Regions from separate parts of the Mus musculus genome. Here region 1 is linked to region 2. A link is a contact called in public HiChIP or PLAC-seq data. All regions are on one chromosome and are shown on one strand. The core of a region is the stretch at or near the end of the contact, and the rest is flanking DNA. Distances in the headings are between cores, read along the strand shown. Region 1 holds the start of Clec10a (C-type lectin domain family 10, member A). Region 2 holds the start of Dvl2 (dishevelled segment polarity protein 2).

Region 1 (5,470 bases), core at 2,007-4,506, 170 kb after region 2:
CTCACTCTCCAAGCCGGAACTTTCTTCTCCTCCCAGTGGCCCTTGTTCTCCAAGCACTTCTGCCTCTATCCGCAGACTCTCTAAATGCAAAGCCAACTCTACAGTCTTCTCTAACAGAAGGGAATTGTCGGGTTCCCCATTAAACTTTTTCAAAATAGTATACATGAAAATTATTTAAAGCAAAACCAAAAAACCCTGTCTGGGAGCAAGGCAGGATACCTCCCAGCTGCAGTAGCTGCCATTTTGCCAGTCTCCTTAAGCAACATTGTTAACCCTGTTTCCCCTACACAATCTGCCGATTCCTCTACATTAGAAGCAGGATTAGCCATTAGGCCTAAGCCACACTGTAACTAAGTTTTTTCATTCCCTGTAAATACATAAGCATAACCACATCCCCATCTTAGCACTATTGCAGGTTTCCACTCTGATGTCATTGCATCCTTGTAGTCTATTGGTTGGCCAAGTCCCTCGGTTTTTTTTTCAATAACCCAGCATCTCTCAGCTGCTGTTGTTCATTTTTCACCAACCTTAAGAAACTTTAGAGTTAACAAAGCATTATTTAGTCTGTCCCTGGGGGTTTTTAAATCCTATTTCTATAAGCCTGCTGCCTCCCCTGTCCCCAAACCCCCAATGCTGGACAGTTTGCATGGAAATCCTCCAAGCTCTCCAAATGGACAGCTAAAACTGTATCTGGTCTCCCTCAGCCTTGCTCTCTCCTCCACACCATTCTGGGTATACTTGATAATAAACAGCTTACAGCCTAGACTCAGTGTCAGTGTTGTCTTCCTAGCTGGGCTGGTCAGTTTTCTTTCACTAAAGCAAATGCCTGGGCAAGAAGAGCTCACGAGGACAGAAGGCTTTGGTTTTGCTCGTGTGTTCCTGTGTTTTTAACTCACACTTCTAGATGATTCTGTCCCTGATTGACAGGCCTCATTGCTTCAGGTCTGTGGCGAGACACATCATCATGGCAGGGTGGTATGGCAGACAAAATCCCTCCCCTACAGTCTGGTGCTGGCGTTGCTCACCTGTTATCCCAGCACTGGGGAAGCAGAGGCAGGTGGATCTTGGAGTTTGAGGTCAGACTTGTCTACAGAGCAAATTCTGGGACAGTTAAGGCTACACAAAGAAACTTCTGTCTTGAAAAACCAAACCAAACCAAAAACCAAAACCCTCATCTAAGGACCAGGAAGGGAAAGAGGTCGAGTTCCCATAATTCCTCTTAGAGGGTATGACCCTGTTCCCTACTCCACCCCATCCTCCCATCTTCCATGTCCAGAAGCTATCTTGCTGGGCTTCACCTTTTTGGATATCCCACTCTCTGTTTCCCTGTATCAACAAGTTGGGGACTAAGGCTCTAACACAGGGCCCAGGGAGGACATTGCAAATTCCAGGTGTAGTATTGATCTTTGATTGACAACATGCTAATCAGAACAGTAACAAAAGCAGGAGCAAATCCAAACTGGAAACAACCTACATGTTGAACATCAAGAAAATGTTCAACAGATAAATGGCTGCCCACGAGATGAAATAAGACAAGGGGCAACTAAAGCATACTTGATATAGAGGGAACTCTCTGCTCTGCCTTTAATTTAACAAGCAAGATCCATAACACAGCCCTACTAGCCCTTCATTTAAAAGGGATGTGTGCACAGATTCAGGACAGCCTCTTCAGGGAAGTGGCAGGGCTGGAAGCATGGATTAGAAACATGTTCTGAAGACGGAACATGCTCAGAGAGCCAGGCCGGGATGGCTGGCAGCATTGGAGTTGGCTTCTGTCTGTCTTCCTCATGAGCCTCTTGGCTTAGGATACATCACAAAATGCTCTAATCCCTGATGCATTACCCAAACACCACTCACCTACGTTACTTGTAGGAACTGAATTGTTAACTTAGGGAAGGGCTTCATGTTAGCGACTGGCTTTCATTGTAGCAATCTTTTGGAATGATTATCTTTCAGAGAGCTGAGGTGTTGAGGGCTATGGCAACTTAACTACTGAAGTGATAGTGACAGGTATGAACCTCTCTGGTACTCAGGCTACCTTGAGGGGAGGACGAGCAGAAGCCACATAGTGACCAGAGCTGTTTATTAACTCCAGTTAACGGAGGCAAGCAAGACTCAAAGAGCTTGTGCCACATTTCTTGTCATCTTAAGCCCTAGTGAACCCTTGTAGCCATTTCACCCTATCAGCGGGAGAACATGTCCACAGGTGGCTCAGAAGACAGCATGTGATTGGTGCAAATCCAGCCTGCTGTTGGCAATAAGGAACATGTGATTGGCAAAACTACCTTTGCTATGCCTGCTTTCTGGTTCATTCTTCTGGTTATCGAGAAGAAACCCTAGTGGGAATCCCCTGATGTTGCAAACGTAGGCCCAGTTAAAGTTTTCACCCAATGCCCTTCTCCTTGATTGCTCTTGATATTCACTGACAGTCAGGCAGGCTGCACTGGTGATGTGAGGGGTAGACAGTGCCACAGCAGGGGCAAGAGAGGACAGCTAAGAGATTCCAAAGAGTGGCCAGGTAAGGGAGGCAGGAGGCAGAGATGGTGTAGGTCACAAAAGGAAACCTCATTGCAGGAAAGGCTGCGAAATACCAAGGTAGGGGCCTGCGTGCAAGCCATGGTCGTGGCAAGAGTTACACGGAGCTGCTAAGCCCCACGGGCCAAGGGTCTCCACACCTGAGCCTTGAGATCGGTGACAGTAGCCGGCACTCACCCCTGCAGGTGCTTCTAGGAGCTCAGGATTACAGAAGCAGGTGGGTGCCAGGCATTAGCAATCAAATCCCAGAGCAACAATCCCCTCCAATCTGAGCACCCCAAGGCCTAAGTCAGCCCCCTAGAACTCAGAAACAACAACCTGCAGTTCAGGACTTGAGCTGGGGCCCAGGCTCTTGACTTGCCAACTCATGATGCCCATCTGAAACAGAGTGAAGGAGGCCTCGATAGCTAATTGGTTGGTCGTAGTCAGATGATGAGGACTCGTGCTAGGAATGTGCTTGAGAGTTAATGATGAGATATGGATGATTCTTGGAAATATATAGGCAGGAAGTAAATGAAGATGCGGGGCATAAGATAAAACTGCAAGCTGTTCTTTTTGGTCAATCCCTCACCCCAACACTCTTAAAATGAGGAAGTCACAAGAGCTCCCAGAAAGAGGAATGGAAGAAGGCACACCCTTGAGGACAAGTGCAGAGTTAGTCCCAAACCCAACTCCACCCCATAGCCTTGTCACGTGCACCAATCACCATCTGCTCAGTATTATTTATGGTTAAGACTTGAAATCGGATGTCCCAAAATACAGACCACTGGGCACAAAACCCAGCAAGACTCTGTCTTGTGTGCTTGTGGCTTCTGCTTGTCCCTCCCACACCAACCCTCCGGGATATAGTTCTCAACTCTGACTGAGTTCCTGCCTCTGGTCACTGCTGCACAGGGAAGCCAAGACTTCACACTGGTAACTGGGCCAGGGTTGCCAGGGAGACCAGTGGGGCAGGGAACGTGCAAGACGCTTCACAGAGAGGGAGGACGTTGGGCTTGGATGACCTAAGTGGAAAGAGATACAAGAGGAGAGTGTGGGATTTAATTTCCCTTGATTGGATTATGGGTGCCTCGATTCCAAGGGAGACAAAGACCCAGATGCAGCCCCAGTTGGGGATCCACTGCAGCCAACCTTCCTCTCAGTCTAGCCCTACTCTAATCTCAGTGTTAGCCCCAAATCCAGTTTGGGCGTTTGAATCAGCCCTGATTGAAAATCAAATTGAACCCTATTCTGCTTCCAGATTCACTGCAAGCTCGGGTCCAGGTCCTCCCCTGGCTCCTGAGTGTAGGTGTAAATCCCAGGAAGGGCGCAGCCTCAAGACCTGACCCATAGCAGACCTAACAATAGCAATAAGTTCAGCTTTTGATATTACCTCCAAATTATAAACTCAACTGAACTGTACTACGTCCAATCCTGGCCCCATTTCTAATTCAATTGTAAGCTAGCTCCCTTCAAAAAAAGTTTTTAATTTGCTTTTTTCATTTCCTCTGTCTTCCTTCCTTCTTTTTCCCTTTCCTCCTTCCTTCCTTTCTCTCCCCCCCACCCCCCCCCCAAAAAAAAGCTGAGGACTGAACCCAGGTCCTTGTCCTTGTAGGCAGTGCTCTACCACCAAGCTAAATATATACCTCTTTCATTTTTCAATTTTAATCATTTATTTATTTAATGTGTGTGAGAGTTTTGCCTGTGTGTACATGTGTGCTCCTGTGTGCCTGTTGTCCACAGAGGTAAGAAGCGGTTATTGGATCTCCTGGAAATAGAGTGAGCTATAATGAATGGTTATGAGCTGCCAGGTCGATCCTGGAAACTGAACCCAGGTTCTCTGAAAGAACAACAAATGCTCTTCACCACTGAGCCGTCTGCCCAGCCCTCTCCAGGCTGCCTCATTCTTGCTCTAACATGGCATATCCGACTTCAGTTCCAGGCTTTACCTCATTAAAGCTTCTAGCACTCTCCTTGGTCCCAGATCCGTATCTGTCTGGATCCTGGTGTCTTGGTTTCCGTCCAGACAGCCCCAGAGGCCTCGTGTTTGTTCAAGTGTAACAATGATATACGAAAACCTCCAGAACTCAAGGATCGAGGAGAAAACCCAAGAGCCTGGTAAAGGTGAGAGCAGAGCCCATACTCCTGGCCCAGCATCTTCACTTGTCCCCAATCTGTGTGTGTGTCCACCCTGGGCAGAGCTGTGTGCTTGAGTCTGGTGGATGCTGGACTCAGGACCCAGGACCCATTGTGAAGAGGATACAAGGTCCTTAGGAAGACAGGGTCAACGAAGACCTCAGGGACTCATCTTCCTGTGCTCTATAGGGGTGTACAATGCAGGGACCTGGGGTTGGAGGGGAGCTCATTTAATTAGTCCTGCAGGCATGTGTGAACCCTGCCGGCCCCTATCTGGGTGCTCCCAGTTTCTCCCCCACAGGCTCGGATTACAAGACCTTACCATGCACTTGTTTCTGATTGGGTGTTAAACACATCCTCTGATCTGTGAGAGGCCCAACAGACTACAGACTTCCAATGCTTTAGAGGTGTCAAATGCCCGGGCAACCTGGCGCTCCATAACTTTCTAGCTATGCCCGTACCCTTGCAGTGAATAGCCTTCACTGCCCCCCTCCTGTAACCCCGTTCTTCTCCCTTCTGCCTCTTACAGTCTGGATCCTGAGTCATGACATCCCCTTCTCTTTCAGCAGCTCCTTCCCAGTCCTTCCTGTGGCGCATCCTCTCTTGGACCCACCTCCTCCTGTTCTCCCTGGGCCTCAGCCTCCTGCTGTTGGTGGTCGTCTCCGTGATTGGATCCCAAAGTGGGTTGCAGGGAGGGAGGAACCACAGGGTGTGTGGGCAGGGTAGAGGAGAGAACCAAGGCAGTGACTGGTGCAGAGGGACAGCAGTTAGGGCCACAGCAAGGACAAGCTTAAGGAGCACAAGGGACAGTGACTTGAGT
Region 2 (5,063 bases), core at 921-3,420:
CAAAGTCATCAAAGAGAAGGGCAGTTCAATCAGGTCCTACCCAGCCAGGACCCCCAAGGTCCACTTTTTCTCGTCTGCAGGCTCCTGACAGTGCTACTCTGCTTGAGAAGATGAAGCTCAAGGACTCTCTTTTTGATCTGGATGGGCCCAAAGTGGCATCTCCACTCTCTCCCACATCATTGACGCATACTTCCCGGCCCCCCGCTGCTCTCGCCCCAGTGCCGCTGTCCCAGGGGGACCTCTCCCAGCCTCGAAAGAAGGACCGAAAGAATAGAAAGTTGGGACCAGGAGGTGGGGCTGGCTTTGGGGTGCTTCGGAGACCTCGACCAGCTCCTGGGGATGGGGAAAAGCGGTCTCGAATCAAGAAGAGCAAGAAGCGGAAGTTGAAAAAGGCAGATCGGGGAGATAGACTCCCACCTCCTGGCCCTCCTAGGGCTCCTCCCAGTGATACAGACTCTGAAGAGGAGGAGGAAGAGGAAGAAGAGGAAGATGATGAGGAAGAGATGACAGTGGGGGGTGGAGTCCCAGCCCCTGTGCTCCCAACACCCCCTGAGGCCCCCAGGCCCCCTGTTACAGTGCACTCTGAAGGTGCTCCCCCTACTGACAGTGAAGGCAAAGATGTGGGCAGCACAGAAACAAGCCAAGATGGAGATGCTAGCTCCAGTGAAGGCGAGATGCGGGTCATGGATGAGGACATCATGGTAGAATCAGGTGAGAAGTTGGGCTGCCCGGGGTGGGGAGCAGAGGTGATAGCTTTGGGGGCTCTTAGGAGTTGACGCCTTGAAGCAGAACACTAAAGAGATTTGTCTTTTCCAGGTGACGACTCCTGGGATCTGATCACGTGTTACTGCAGAAAGCCCTTTGCGGGGCGGCCCATGATTGAGTGCAGCCTCTGTGGGACGTGGATCCACCTCTCCTGTGCTAAGATTAAGAAGACCAACGTTCCCGACTTCTTTTATTGCCAGAAATGCAAGGAACTTCGGCCAGAGGCCCGGCGGTTAGGGGGTCTCCCCAAATCTGGAGAACCCTGACATCACTAAGGCTGGAACTTGTGACATTACTTGGGAACTGAGCCTCAGGGTCCCCAGCCTTCCCTTGGAGTGAGGAGGCTGTCCCCACTTGAGGGCCACAATTCCCAAGGGAGACGTATTTGGAAATGAGTGTCTTCTACTCTGTCCTTCCTGCTCCATGGACTTGAAGTTGACCCCATTACAGTTGGGTCGGGGAGGCTGGATCTGTAGACAGAATCTCTGTCCAGTCAACCCTGTACCCTTTTCACTTGCAGGTCCAGGGCTCAAACTGGGATGTAATGGGATAGTTGTCTATAAAACTGTAGTGTAAATACAGCACTCCCCTCATGTTTCTTCTCTCTCCCGTTTACTTTCTTTTACACCGGATGTATTTTTAATTTGGGGCTCCCCCATTTGAGCGAGGTTGCTCAGAGGTGGAGTACCAAAGCCTGTGGAGTGAGGAAGGAAAGAAAAAGGTGTCAATTAGCACTCGCCTCGTTTTTAATACTGTTGGCCGGCTGCTCAGACAGACGGCCTGCGTGTTGTAAATAAAGCAGAGTGGGCTCTTGTGTTTTACAGCCCTCCTTGTCCTATTTGGGGAGGGGATCTTTGGGAAACCTGGTGGAAGTCTTGGGTGGAGTTGGGGCTGAAGGCCACTTGTAAGTCCAGGGCTGTAATTCCACAATTTGGGAGGTGGAGATGGGAAGTTTAGGGGCCAAATCTGGCTTGGGCACTGTCTAATGCCCCTCAGACATCTCTGAAGACTATTTCGGCTTTCTCATCCCAAGTACAGTCTAGTAGGAGTACTGCCCTAAGGGTCCCAGGTTACAATTCTCACTCATCAGCCCATATCCCCGCCCCTCTTATAGTTGCTATTGAGGTGCCTTGAACCTCAGATGGGTAAGGCAAAGTGGGGGCCAGTTGCCAGCATTCCAAGAGTAGAAGCTTGCTAAGGTACTTGGGAGGGGGGGGGGCGGGTTGTACACGTTTGGGGGCGGAGTCGTCTAGGGCTGAAGACCGTTGCTCAAGGCAGTGGTCACGTGAGTGTCTAGGTGGAGCTTGTAGTAACGTGACTCAAGGAAGTCACGTGAAGCACAGTCGGCTGCGCAAAGTGGGCGGGCTTGGGTCACGTGGCATGGGGAGAGGTGGGCGGGGACCTCGGTGCTGCTCGCGACGTCCGTGGAGCTAGTGGCCCTCGACTGTGCGGTCTAGGTTTTGAGTCTCGCCACACAGCTCTTCCCGATCAGCCCGCTGGTCCCCGCCATCCTCCTTGGGCACGTCTTCCGCACTGGCCCTGCGCTGTTGGCGCTAGCGCGTCAGTTTGCGGGTGTGCGCAGGCGCGGCGGGGGCGCTTAGTCCTGTTGGGTGGGCGGCTGAGCCCGGGAGCGCGCGAGCGAGACCATGGCGGGCAGCAGCGCGGGGGGCGGTGGTGTAGGCGAGACGAAGGTGATTTACCATCTGGATGAAGAAGAGACTCCTTACCTGGTGAAGATCCCTGTCCCGGCGGAGCGCATCACGCTCGGCGATTTCAAGAGCGTTTTGCAGCGGCCCGCGGGCGCCAAGTACTTTTTCAAGTCCATGGATCAGGATTTTGGGTAAGCGCGAGGCCTAGACTGGGAAGGACGGTGGGTATGCTAGAGTGGATTGGGCGATATTGAGGGAGACCGGTCTACCTTGGACTGTTTCTGGCCTGTAGTGGAGCATAGCATATTGTACTGTGCTAAGGTAGAAAGCCCATCCCAAGACGGACAAGGTTATATTTGGACACATAGAAGAAAGGGCTGGATGGCGAGAAAATTAGGTTGGAGGAATGGGGAACACTGGTTTGTTTGGCCATTCTCTCTCCATGATTTTAGCCAAAAGGCAAAGAAGTGATGCTTGAGGTTATGCTAGGCTGTGCGGAGATTAGAGCCATCTATCTTTTGGTGAGCTGGGATGCTCGCTCTCAGACGTCTGCACGCGAGTTAGATAGAGATAGTCTGTAATTTTGTTTGCCTGTTTTGATTTGTTCTTTTGTTTGGAGGTAGGGCTTTATTCCTTGTATCCTAGGCTGGCTTCGAACCCATGGAGTTCCTGCCTTAGCCCCCAGAGCTGAAATAAACAGGTGTGAGCCAATATGCTGGGCATGCAGTGTTTTTATGTAGACCGGGCTATAGTGAGACAATTAGGCTATTCTGGCTTATTAATCAGGTTCCATAGTATTATTTTGGGATGGTAGAGTCTGTAATATTGCAGCGAGATCTATTGGGATATATTAGGCTGTTTTGAAGTAGACTTTCCTGGCAAAGCATGTACCATTCTGAACTTTTCTGAGTTCTTATTTCCTCTTAGGGCCAGAACCTCCTCTCCCCGCTACCCCGATACCCCCTGGGGGCTGAAGAGAGTTGGAGGATTTTTTTGCTTTTTTTTTTTTTTTAAAGATATTTTATGTGTTGGGCAGTGGTGGTGCACATCTTTAATCTGAGCACTTGGGAGACAGAGGCAGGCAGTTTTCTGAGTTCAAGGCTAGCCTGGTCTACAGAGCCAGTGCCAGGACAGCTAGGGCTGCACAGAGAAACCTTGTCATAAAACAAACAAAAGCTACTTTATGTGTTTGGGTGTTCTGCATGCATAGTGTGTACCACAAGCATGCAGTGCCCAATGAATCCAGTAGATGGCATGGGATCTCCTAGAACTGGAGTTAGCATCTGCCAGCCACTATGTGTGTGCTGGGACTTGAACTCCAGTCTTCTCCAGAGCCAGTCAGTCTGCTGCTGAGCCAAGAACTTCCTTCTGTTACTGAAGCTACCTAGAACACAATATAGAACAGGCTTGCCTTGAACTTGTAGCAGCCCTGCCTCTACACCTGCATCCATAGTGCTGGAACTAGATAACGTGTGGCAGTCAGGATGCCTGGCCCAGACCTGGGCTTTTTACAAGTTACAAGACAGGGACAAGTGGGAACAAATGGGGTAGTGGTACTGCTACATCATAGCAGAATGGGGTACTGTAATCAGTATGGTGCAAAGGGCTGCTTGTGTGGGGACGCTGGGGGCTATGGAGTTCTGGGGTGATTTGTGACATGCTGGGTGACCCTGTGCTGGACTGAGACTATAATTTAAGGCAGTTTCTTGTTGTTGTAGAGATTGGGACTGAGCCTTCTGTGTCCCCAAGCTCAGACTGTGTTAGGCTATGATGTCCTGAGTTGACAAGCAGGGATAGCAGGGTCCTGGGGACAGGAAGGTGACCTACCACCTGGGTTGGGGAGAGACTTCTTACCTGTGAAAGTCCCTGTGGTGGGAGCACATCCCCCTCGGCTCCCTGAACAGGCTGGACCCTTGTTAACAGTTGTTCGATGTGGAGAAGGTGATGCTGCCTAGGGAGTTGGTCTTGGGTTTATATCAAGGTTGTTCTTTTTGCATTATAATTTTGGGCAATTTATTTAGCTTTTGTGCTTTGATTTCTTCATCTGTGGCATGGTGATAATCATAGTGTAAAATGCTTAATTTCGGTGCATGGCACATGGTACATTCTTGGTGACTGGTAATTTTCATTTAGTATGGAAGCTAACTAGTTCATAGACTACATTACACGATACAGAACTGCTTGCTTTGGAGGAGACTGGGCCATGTCCGGTGGGGTTCTGTTGGGAAGAGTTGGTTAATGTTGAGTAGCTCGTGTGCCGTCTTGATAGCAAATGTATTCGTGAGGCCTATCCCCAAGCCCCCAGAGTACGTTAGGCTAGAACTAATCACACAGACAAATCTGTGCACACAGTGTGCCTGCTTGGTGCCTGGAAAGCTTGGCTGAGACAAGTCAGATCCCTTGGGACTCGAACTATGGATAGTTGTGAGCCACTAGGTGGATTCTGGGAACTAAACCTGGGTCTTCTGCGAGAACGAGTGTTCTGAACCACTGAGCCAATTCTTTAGCCCCCATCCCCACCCCGAAGAAGCTCTGATTTGAGGGTGAGGGTGTTATGTGTGGGAAAGAATGGCTCATGGCTCATAGTTTGTCTACATGGATTTGCTTACAAAGGTGAGGGCTTGTGCCACACACCCAGGACATGTGTTG

What was found. HiChIP or PLAC-seq counts read pairs in DNA pulled down with a chosen protein or histone mark.
Region 1: an H3K4me3 HiChIP or PLAC-seq map of bone marrow-derived macrophages shows a contact between it and region 2, with 4 times the contacts expected there. The contact joins the promoter of Clec10a here to the promoter of Dvl2 in region 2. A contact is called at or near these places in 7 of 39 promoter capture datasets (the 3T3-L1 cell line, 3T3-L1-derived adipocytes, the C10 cell line and 4 more), 1 of 484 Hi-C or Micro-C datasets (embryonic stem cells), 4 of 115 datasets of contacts at active chromatin or transcription factors (bone marrow-derived macrophages, embryonic stem cells and stem cell-derived neural progenitor cells) and 4 of 9 other capture datasets (adipose tissue, liver, macrophages and 1 more).

What each region holds. Positions count from the first base shown.
Region 1 is chr11:70,163,367-70,168,836 of GRCm38.p6, forward strand. It overlaps Clec10a (C-type lectin domain family 10, member A), which reads left to right and starts at 3,257. Exons shown (of 10, transcript NM_010796.3): 1 at 3,257-3,450; 2 at 4,451-4,638; 3 at 5,220-5,330. The coding sequence starts at 4,578.
Region 2 is chr11:69,998,422-70,003,484 of GRCm38.p6, forward strand. Dvl2 (dishevelled segment polarity protein 2) reads left to right here and starts at 2,171. Exons shown (of 15, transcript NM_007888.4): 1 at 2,171-2,605. The coding sequence starts at 2,412. It overlaps Phf23 (PHD finger protein 23), which reads left to right. Exons shown (of 5, transcript NM_030064.4): 4 at 1-711; 5 at 817-1,590. The coding sequence ends at 1,031.